3 separate regions of the Anas platyrhynchos genome follow, and all the other regions are linked to region 1. A link is a contact called in public Hi-C data. All regions are on one chromosome and are shown on one strand. Each heading gives the region's core, a stretch centred on a gene start, on an enhancer-like site or on the middle of the called end of the contact. The rest is flanking DNA. Distances are from core to core; before and after follow the strand shown. Region 1 has its middle 11 kb from the start of TARBP1. Region 2 has its middle 16 kb from the start of TOMM20. Region 3 has its middle 51 kb from the start of TOMM20.

The links. A called contact is a pair of places that touch in the nucleus more often than the background predicts.
Region 2: a contact with region 1 is called in a Hi-C map of subcutaneous adipose tissue, with 3 times the contacts expected there. The contact joins two enhancer-like sites. A contact is called at or near these places in 7 of 8 Hi-C or Micro-C datasets (F1 follicle, F5 follicle, liver and 3 more).
Region 3: a contact with region 1 is called in a Hi-C map of subcutaneous adipose tissue, with 1.9 times the contacts expected there. The contact joins two enhancer-like sites. A contact is called at or near these places in 2 of 8 Hi-C or Micro-C datasets (skeletal muscle and subcutaneous adipose tissue).

Annotation. Positions count from the first base shown.
Region 1 is chr3:26,735,400-26,738,864 of IASCAAS_PekinDuck_T2T, forward strand. No RefSeq gene overlaps it. Among named protein-coding and RNA genes, the nearest start is that of TARBP1, 11 kb to the left of the region's middle. Within about 2 kb of position 1,897, at least 4 of the 8 cell types and tissues checked have an H3K27ac peak or open chromatin away from gene starts, as enhancers often do. A contact at or near this core is called in F1 follicle and subcutaneous adipose tissue, where this site is marked.
Region 2 is chr3:26,945,705-26,949,169 of IASCAAS_PekinDuck_T2T, forward strand. No RefSeq gene overlaps it. Among named protein-coding and RNA genes, the nearest start is that of TOMM20, 16 kb to the right of the region's middle. Within about 2 kb of position 1,842, at least 4 of the 8 cell types and tissues checked have an H3K27ac peak or open chromatin away from gene starts, as enhancers often do. A contact at or near this core is called in F1 follicle and subcutaneous adipose tissue, where this site is marked.
Region 3 is chr3:26,910,692-26,914,156 of IASCAAS_PekinDuck_T2T, forward strand. No RefSeq gene overlaps it. Among named protein-coding and RNA genes, the nearest start is that of TOMM20, 51 kb to the right of the region's middle. Within about 2 kb of position 1,685, at least 6 of the 8 cell types and tissues checked have an H3K27ac peak or open chromatin away from gene starts, as enhancers often do. A contact at or near this core is called in subcutaneous adipose tissue, where this site is marked.

The DNA of each region.
Region 1 (3,465 bases), core at 647-3,146:
TAACAGAGAAAATCCAGCAGATGGTGGAAAGAGACCACAGTGTGAAACGAGTGCTGGGCATTTTCTCCAGCTATGGACGTGAGCCCTTCAAGAAAGTCTCTGTCATTATTCATAACGCACCATCAGTGCTTCAAACAGAAATAGGACCAGAATTGTTTAGACCATCCATGTCGCGTCTAAAAATTTAAGCGGTGTCATGTAAGGCTGATTTTGACTTACATGGCAAAGACAAATATATTCTGAGTGTGGATCGTAGGCTTTGTTTTACAGCCAATTGACATCAGTGACAGTACAAAATCATTTAACTAATACACATGCTGCTGGCTGCTTTTATTCTGTGCCTAATAGTTGTTAAGGATGGAGTGCATTTGTCTTTTTTTTTTTTTTTCAAGCATTTTGATTTATTGTTCAGCTGGTAGCTGATGATCATACCTGCATTACCGAAAGCTGTAGCAGAGGGAAAAGACATAACACTTGCAGACCATATTTCCTCGGTGAGTGACAAGCCCCTGCAGAGCTCCCTATCTGAAGCAGCTTCCTGCCAGTGACAGCGGAGAAGCCAGGAATATGTCTGCTGTAATCCTAAGAGATGTACGTTGGGGGGCTGACATCTTCTTTTATCTGCTTCATTCTCTAAATATTATCTCTCTCTAACTTCTGTGCCTTGCTTCTGGCATATCAAGATAGATATTAAACAGCTGAGAGATGATCCAGATCAGCAGCATCCCGAATTTTCCATGAAGCCAATCAACTCTTACAAAAACCAGCAGCAGCACAGGGTGTTGCTGCAATTTAGGAGGTACTTTCAGTAATCAGAATAGGCTTCAGAAATGCCCAGACAGATATGTAGGCAATGGGGAACCCCTGCTTGCCTTGCTCCAGAGAAGCACGGTATGAGAGGAGGCACAGCAGCAGTGTCGGTGTGACACGCTGCTTCCTATCTGCAGTTCTGGCACCTAAATTCGCCATCCCACAAGCACCCCAAGCACTCCCTGGCCTTAGCAGAAGGCCCATAAAAACTCATTTTCCAAATAGTTCTCAAACAACTGAGATTACTTTATTGCAGCAGGCTGAAAATAAAGCTGATGAGAGCTTAGGCCCTTTTCTGATTAGTGGCTGTCCTGTCAGTTTTCCATGGGAGCAGACGTCTGAGCTATTCTAAGTGGGCTTATTTTGGTCGGTACCTTTTGCAGACCTACTGGTAATAGCTGGTGGATGCCCTTTGCTTAGGCTGGGAGAGCTTGCCGTTGGCACACCACCTTCTTCTACACCCTTCAGAGATGTAGAAGTGCACATTTATATGCATTTATGCAGAGCACTTCTGAGGTCTCCCATGACGGCCAGGTAGGTCACTCCTCCTGCCCTTTGCAGCAGGGAAAGCTGCAGTGCCAACCTGTTGTGTACCATTGGACATGCTCAGCACCTGTCTCATTATATAAATAACATATCCCTTTTATTTTTCATTTCTTTTGGGAGCAAAGATATCAAGAAAACAGTTTGCCTCCCAGAACATGTTATGTCCAGAGGAAATGGTCGAATACGAACGCTTTCTCCCAGTGGTAGTTCTGGGAGGTCTTTATTTCATCACTTACAGGAGGCTTTGGCTTTCACTTGCTTCTTCTGTTTGTCTGTGACTCCTTTCATCACCGATAGCCACATTAATGATGCCAGTGCTCAAGGCGTCAGAAGATGTAAGCAGACCGAGCCGGGCTTTCTGTGCGATTGTTTCTCTGTTCAAGAAGAGATATGCTGTGTATTTTCTTCATGTCCGTCGGCATTAGGAAAATTTCAAGAATGCTAAGTGCTGATTTGACTTTGCCATTTGGTGGCGGTGCTGTGGTGATGATTCAAGTGAGTAAATCCGGGGATGGCTTGCAAGCACATAGATCTGTATTCCCACTGCATGCAATGCTCTGCCTGACACAGTAACTCAAGGCTTTAAACACTTCCAGTGACCAGCAGCCTGAGCGGCAGCCCACAGTAACCAGATCTGGGGGGAGAAGAGGCATTCCTATTCTCCCCATGGACGGTGGGGAAGGCAGTGCGTTTCCACCGCTTCTTTGCTACTTGCCCCATACAGGCCACATCAGACCATTAGGCTTGGATAGCCTCTGCCATATTCAACCAAGACAGAGTGTTACTGGCCCTCTGTAGACAGGCCAAGATCCAGAGAAGAGCTGGTCAATTCACAAAGAACATATCCATTCCCTACAGTCTGGGTATTATGTTTCCCTGTACATTCAGCCTGTCTCAGTAGATCCAATACTCTTGAAAAAGGATACATTTCCCCCTGCTTTCTGGCCTTCTGATGGAGAAATGTAAGTGAGCACATGATTCAATCCTGGATTTCTTCCAAATCCTTCAAGTGGTGAGCTTGGCTTGACTGAGGCTTTCTGTGTCTTTGTATTGTTTCTGTCAGGCCTACATTCAGCTGCTGTATTTTTGGGCTGTGTACAGTGGCAGCTATATCCATAATGGCCTTTTCCCTGGTTCTGGATACCTAAAAATGTAGCGTGAATACTCCAGAGGCATGTGCTGAAGCTGATGTGGGGCTTCCGGCAGCAATCTGAAATGCTCGCCAATAGTTTATGATCACTCTCTGCTCAAGTGGTTTCCTATTCATCACTGTCCTGATGACACCTCCCACTTGTAGATAATATTGAAAGATTTAGCTTCTCTGTTTGGATGTGTCTCTGTGTTTTGCAGGAGGTACTGAACTCGAGATACAGGTCAGCAAGAAGAACCTGTCTTTTCCTAAGGCGTAGCATGCCTCATTAGCAACGTGTTACATATCTGCCTCTTTTTTAAAGGTGGGATAATTCTTTGCCCTTTCACATGCGTGATAGCTGCATCCTGTGATGATACCAGTTGTCCATATTGCATGTTTGTTTGGGAGCTATGTCAGCGACACATATATGAAAACGGTGGAAGAAATGTTGTCAGATAAGTTACAGATCCCAACAGACTCCGGACGGATTCTGTGCCTCTGAGAACAGGAATTGGTGGTATTGCTCTGGGCTGCTGGGGTCAGTCCCAGCTCCGGGGAGATCACCACACATCCCATACAAGGTACTGCAAACAATCCCAACACCATTATGGCTTTCTTCAGCTTTAGATCTGTTCCCTGACTCTTTCTAATGGACAGAGGAAGATGGGACCGTGATGGATCACAGCTTCTGCCACACGATCTCTGCCTCCATCCCCAGGAGCCTGTAGCTTCTGGGCCTTTACGCTGATCCCTCAGAGCCCCTTTAATACATCTTGCTGACAGCACCGGTGCTTTCCCACCTCACATCTGATCCCTGCAGTGCTCTCAGCCATCTGCCTCTTTTCTTTTCTTGGACGTGGGGGGGTAGTGTCTTTCTTTATCCAACAGTTCTTGACAGTATTCTCTGCATCACGGATATATTTGTTCTTGTCAAACTGGGCCTTTCCTCACCTGCAACCACTCAGCTGAACACTCTT
Region 2 (3,465 bases), core at 592-3,091, 210 kb after region 1:
TTACCCTGATGGCAACAGCTCCTACCTACATCAGCTTCTCAACTGCTGGGCCCTGCTGGTCTCTGTGCTGCCTCCTCTCGTTCCCTCTTCGGCTTCACCTCCTAGTTAAAGTGCTTCTAGTGGAGGAGCTGAAACTTCTCCCCTTCCAGAACAACTGCTCTGCAACATAACACACCACAGGCCTGATTATCCTAGCAAAAGCAGGGAGAAATCCTTGCTGAGGTCTTGGTCTGGGAGGGGACACATTGTCATGCCTCATGCTACTCACCTGCCCCTGGCCCTGCCTGCCCCGGGACCAGAGGCAGGACTGCAAGCTGGCCAAGTCAGGGTAGCTGTTCTCAAGTCAGAGGCTCCGCAACGAGTATTTGGCTTCAACATATCATATGACTTTGTTCTTCGAGTTACATTTTAACTGAGAAAGTTTAACAAGTATGACTTATGGGCTTCTAAAATTGGCAGCAGAAAAATGAGCTGAGGAAGTCATGGAAAAAAACCACAAGCGAAGCCATTCCATGTTATGCACAATTTCTGGGCTCTTTTTCCAATCTTCTGTTTTTTTGGACGGTGGAAAATATTTTCCAGCTACACAGGCCTGGCCTCACTGAGTACGTATTTATGCCAAGTTTATAAAAAGCAGCTGCAGACAGGGTTGAATGAAAGGATTACACTGCTGTCTGTCTTCCAGAAGGTGCTTCAGTTCACACCCTGTCCCACAGAGTGAGGCTCGTTTCTCAAATCTCCATGAATTTACGTAAAGAGGGACAAAATTTGAGCCTTGCAATACAAACAAGTATGGCTGTGCATGTGAAAGGCCATGGGTGTATGCGTATCTACCTAGCTAGCAGTGGTTCCTAGCTGCTGCTGATTTGGGCTTTCAGTGCTGGAAGTTCACCACTGCTCCTCAGACCTCTCTGCACCCTGCAGCCCAGCCCATCTGCCATGAATACAACAATGGGGAGAGGGCTTCCAGGCTCAGGACCCTGGTTTCAGCGTACAGCTGCCGCCTGCTTCACGTATACCTGCTCACAAGCTGCTCCCACTCAAATTCAGGCTTCACCAACCTCACGTACAGCGAGGCTGCCAGGTTCTGAGTCCAAGAGGGATCGCTGTAATGATGCAGCCTGACCTCCTCCACAGTGCACTGCCACAGAATTTCAATCTGGAGCCTGCACAGCAGAGGCATAACCTTAATTTTCAGCCGTGTCTTGTCAGAGCCTTGGCCTGATACACCAGTCAGCAGAGGAGAGTTACAAATAATTCTTCACTCTCCTAAGCAGAATAGCTCCAGGGGAGGGGGGGGGGGGGGGCTGCAGGGAGGACACAAACAGAAAGTAAATGGATATAAAAAAGGTAAGGTAGGTGGTAAACTGCAGATCATATATTACAGATCCGTACCCTGCTGTTTTTGCAGTCAAGTATCTTAGAATAACAGTACTGAGAACGACAGTGTTACATCAGGAATATCGGTCAAGACAATATTTCCTGGCAATTGTTTGAGAAATGCTTTTCTCACAGCTAATTGCTCCCAAGAGGCTGTGTTTTCTCTGTTTTTAGAAGGCGAGCGATTAAGAAAGAAGGTTTTTAAACCTCTGCACCCTGCTGTGGGACAAAGAACTAAGGGGGGGGGAAAAAAGGCAAAAAGAAAGAAAAGAAAGAGGCACAACAGCTGTAATGTTCTATGAAATGATTTTGTTCTGTTCTCTTGCCGGGGTGGTGGGTGCAATCATCAGTTTGGCAGAGATAAATACAGAAAAAGCAAGAATTTTACAGGGACGGGGAGTCCCAGCTCCGAGAGTACCACATTGCCATCTAGCGGCACAGCCCCTGGCAAGCCCCAATACCTGGGGCTCTGCGAGCTCCCAACCTCACCTCCCTGTGCCTGTGCACGCAGCAGGCACCTCCGTGAAAACGGGGCTGAGTTTCCTTCCAGCGTTTTACAACCGAGCTCGACAACTGCAAAACCACTTGGTCTGTAACCGGTAGGTGTAGGGAGGCAAGGCGAAAAGGGGAAAATGCCCCCAAAAGGAAGTTTAAGAGCAACTTGGCTTTGCTGTGAAAAGCTGGTGTTTACACCGAGGCCTGCAGATTGACGTCGCCCATTGCTGCCACACACAGAGCTACAGCAGCCTTGTCATGTTCTCTGTTGTACGGACAGATGTCTGCAGCAAGACAAGGGCTTGTCCCAAGGTGATGGGCACGAATCTAGAGCTGATGCCCTATACCCAACCGCATCAGACCAAATACCTCCGCACCGCGTGCTCTGACGCTAGCTCTCCAGTAAGTACCTCGCTGCTGACACATTTCCCTTTTATTCTGAACAGAACACAAATGTTAGCCTTTCAACACTGAAAAAAAGAAAAGCCAAAATACCAAGTCCCCCAAATAGCAAAAGAAAGGCACTTTACTTTTGGAAGACACCCAGCAAAGGACAGCAAATTGATTATTTTGTATGACCTTCAGGTGGCAAGTTGAAAAGAAAAAGCAGCTTGGTCCACGTGAATTCTGATGTTCACTGAGAGGTGTGACGCTGGAAAGTTCTGGCCACAGCAGAACCCTGCTTATCTGGGAAACAAAACCAGTCCTAGCGCCTGAACTCCACCAGGAGAGACTGTCATTTTGGGGGGCAATGGAAGAAGCCTTGCACCAGGAATCCAAGACCGCCCACAGACCTCTGCCTTTTGGCGACATGCGTTCTGCTCTTGCACTTCCCACTGGAAATACATGACCACTATCACACCTTAAATGGGATGAAAGGTGATTAGCAGGAGATTGCGTTTGGCCCCGGCGTGAAGAATGGTATGTCTAGCTAATCATTAGCTCCATGCCTTTGGTCCCTGGATCCTGTGAGGCTTCCTAGGAGCACAGCTGTTCTGTTTATGCCCTAAATAGCCATATTAATGAAGGTGATATTCTGTGATAGTAGCAAAAATAACTTTCTTTGCCAAGAAAGGAAAATGCAGTTAAGTTCCCCAAAACAAATCTAATGCATGCTGCTCCAGTAAATCAGTCTTACAGCAGCCCTTCCTCAAAAGCCCCGAGGGAGAACCTATAGGAATACTTTGATGACTACGGATGCTACAGTGACCCATGAATGCTTTGTAGAGTATTTACAAAGTCCCTGCTGAATCAATCAACAGCAAAGCTTGTGTTGTCACCCCCTGTGATAAGCATGCAAGATCTGGAACATAACTAGAAGTTGGGGAAGCAGAATTTGAACAGTGAATTTTAGAAAAGGAGAGGTCATGAAGGAACCTGAGCCTGAACCACTGCTGGTTGTGAGACTGCAATCCATTTTCTAAAAACTTTTATTTAAAATCAGGGAGACACCTGCTTTTATCGAAAACGTGCTGCCCAAGGCAGGAGACGTTGACTAGGAAAAGATCTACAGCATGATGACAGATACTATCAGGTCTGCTGGAAGCTTCTGAGGGCAGCCCATCATTCTCTTCCCTGAGACTTGGCAGT
Region 3 (3,465 bases), core at 435-2,934, 180 kb after region 1:
TCTGCCTGAAAGAGGCACAGGGAGGTTAGCTTTGTGACAACAGCATGGCTCACACGGCCCGGAGAACCTCCAGGTTTCCATCAGCAAGGCCAGAGCACAGATGCTACCGTACTGCAATTAGCAATACGAAAATATATGCAAGTCATTTCAGACGAGGAAAAAAGCTGCTGGAAAGAGAAATCATGCGGGCTTACTGTATGTATCTCTCCTCATGTTGCATGATTAACTGCTCTGACTAAGACAACGCTCTTCCTGTGGCTAAGAACACATCCTCCTCTCAGATTTTGCTTGAAATAGCATATTTGACCATGACCCCTCCCCACAACTACGGTGCCCGTCCCAGCGTAGTTTTGTGGTGTCTGCGACTGTGTTTTCTTAGTGTCACAGATCTCGTTGTTTTTCTCCGAGGCCTCCGCACTGTAGGCTGGATTCATCATGTGATAGCTGCCAGCTTTGCATTGAAAGTATGCCAAGAAGTTCAGCAGAAAATTTTTGTGATGCTTGCAGCAAACTTCTGGAAATGCGATTGCTGTGTGTGAGCATGCGCAGGGGTGCGCTTGCAATGTTTTCATGCACCACTACTTGTATACTAAATAAAAGCTGGCTGGACAGCAAATAAAAGGATGCACAACAGTGAAGAAAAGTGTTGCAGGTAGGAAAATAGACCCTCCCTCCCCAGACCCCAGATACCACATTCCCAATGGAATACAACACTGCTGTGCCTACATTTTCTGTGTGGAAAAAAAAAAAAAAAAAAAAAAAAAAAAAGAGAGAGAGAGAAACACAGAGCATATTCAGGCCAGAAAATTTTTAGGGTCACAAAAGACAAAGGGGACTTCTTTATAACAAAAATGTGTACTAAAGCTGCTCTGCCAGGTTCTGACTCAACACAGACACATGCATACTTGTCAAAGTGGAAGATTTTTCCAGTAATCTAGTGGACTGAATGAGCTCATCGTGACCCACTGAGCAAGTTTTCTTAATACTCGTTTTGAGCAAGGGAACGGCTTTGACTGGTGTTTGCACTCACTTGACTTTTCCCCTCTTCCCAAACTTTTGTTCCGTTCATAAACCACCCTTTCCATCAGGCTTTTCTTACTAAAGAGCCATTTTTTCCTCAGTGGGGCCATGGAACCTAAGTAAATATCCTTGAACCATCAAAAACCAGCTGCATTAAAGAAACAACACCGCAGGCACTGTCGAATTGCAGAGTCACCAGGACAAGAAAGGGAGAAGAGGATTGTCCAGGGAAGCTGAGGTGTGTGGTCATTCCCCACAACCCCACAAAGACAGACAGTAGGACACCGTGCAGACGGATGAGGGGTGTGCATGAAAGTGGAAGATCATGACTCACTGCAAACAAACTACATGGCCTTTGACTTTGGCACCTTCTTGTCCTTCCACGTCCCCAGCTACTGACTTCCTTGTGGTCATCTGTGGAGCCGGATGCCACTCTGCATGCTCTTCTGAGGGGCTTTTTTGGATGCTTTCTTCAAGTTAAACTATGAAACTGAAATCTGAGGGTATGCACGCTGCTGCAAAGACTGAGGAAAAGCTCTTGCACAAAGTCATATTTGGCAGGGAAACTACAATTCCCTTGGGGCCACAGCCGCAGGCTGGGCCTTGCTGCGAACTCCGCACCACCTCGTACCCCCGCCTTCGGGGAACTAGTCACAGATCGCTGCAGATAAGCGTTGCACAACGCCCGTCTGCTCTGCAGAGGTGCCTTCTGAGGTCCCTTGGACTGAGCTGTCCCTCAGGATTCATTCTCAGCCTTTATCAGTGCATTTTGGAGGGAAAAAAAACAAACAAACAAAAAAAAACAAACACCACAGAGTGTGCACAAAACACCCACAGTTAGGAATCCGCGAGGTGGTGCCCGTAGGTTAACGCAGCGTGTATCTCCAAGCTGCTGCTCCTCAGCATTAGCCACCAAGCCATGCTCCCTTCTTGCACCGAACGTCAAGGCCCCGGCTGAGCGCCTCCAAAACTCAGCTGTGGCTGTAACGGCCCCCAGCGCCATTTGCCCAGCCAGGGTAGATGAGGCGGAAAGGAAATCCACAGGGGTTCTCCAGTTCTCCTTTTCAGCTGTGTTTTGAAATATGGTCAAGCCCTGGCCACGCCGATCTGCAGAGCTATCTTCGGACGGCATTTGGTCAGCACACCACGTGAAAGCAGCACTCAAGCCCAGGTTTTATGTTCCAAGTAAGGATGAGAAAAATAGCCCAGCTTGTTCGGTGGGGGCTGAGGCTGCCAACGTACAGTGGTTTCGTGACACAGGCCCTGGTGGCAGCTGCCAGCTCGTTTCACACCAGCCACCAAACAGCCAACAGCAGCCACGGGTCCGAGCCCCCCACCCTGCAAAGGTGGGCACAAGACCTTCATGTGCAGCTATGCCCCGTCACCCCTTGGATAAATGCGAGTGGAAATGTTAAAGGTCCCGTGATCCTGGCCCCTGGAAAATGTCTTTTGTGGTCGCTTCCAGTGAACTCTGGCGTGAGGCACGCAGCTGTGGAGGGCTGCACATCGCAACCTGTAACCGGACCCTTCCTTACAGAAACGCTACAAATTGTTATGATCATTACTTTACATGATCATCCTTTACAGAGACGGCAGCAAGCTTTCCAAGACGGTATTTTTGTGCCCAAATAAAGGTCAGGGTTCCAGCTATGATAAATCAGGGCCGGTTAGTGGGCAGGTTCAGCTGACAGAGTCATCTGATCTGCGCAGCTGTGCATGAGCCCTGAACCAGTTCCCTTCTCGTGTCCTTTTCAGGCCGGGCACAAAGCTCGGGGACATCTGTTAGTTCCTGAATTACAGCGGGCGGGCAGTAACGGACGTGCCCTGCTCTGGTGAGCCTGTGTTTATTATTTTCTAGGCTTTGCATCGGCTGCGCACACACAGCTGGACCGCACCTTCCGGTCACTGAGCCCGCCACATGCAGCTGCTGGAGTGAATGGAGACATCGCGAGTGTGCGGCTACCCTACCAGAAAAATAAAAATAAAGGAAGTCATTTGCATTTCCTCTTTTCTGTCTTGCTAAATCCTTCCCTTCGAGAAATTATGCAAAGCTCTGCTAAAGCAGCACCGTACCTGCCACGAGCGCGGCAGGCGCAGCCCCGGGGAGGCTCCGAGTCACCCCGTGCACCTCCGTGCCACCCACATCGCCTGAAAAACTTCACAGCGCTCTGAGGACAGCCTAAAGCTTTGCTCTGTCAGCCCAACACACAGGTTGCATGCCAGAGGGACGCAGCCAGCAATGCCGTGCTGCTGCTCACACCCAGCAGAAGCACCCTGGGACCTGGGACAGCCGCAGAAGCCCTGTTGGCACCCATTTCTGCAGGAGCACAGCACCAGCCTGCATCCTGCTGTGTCCTCCTGCCCCGCTGCCCTCGCCCCGGGGGTCGCTTGCACATCCCTGCAGGAAGCCCGCTGCCCATCGCAGTGGCACTGAATCATCGCCAG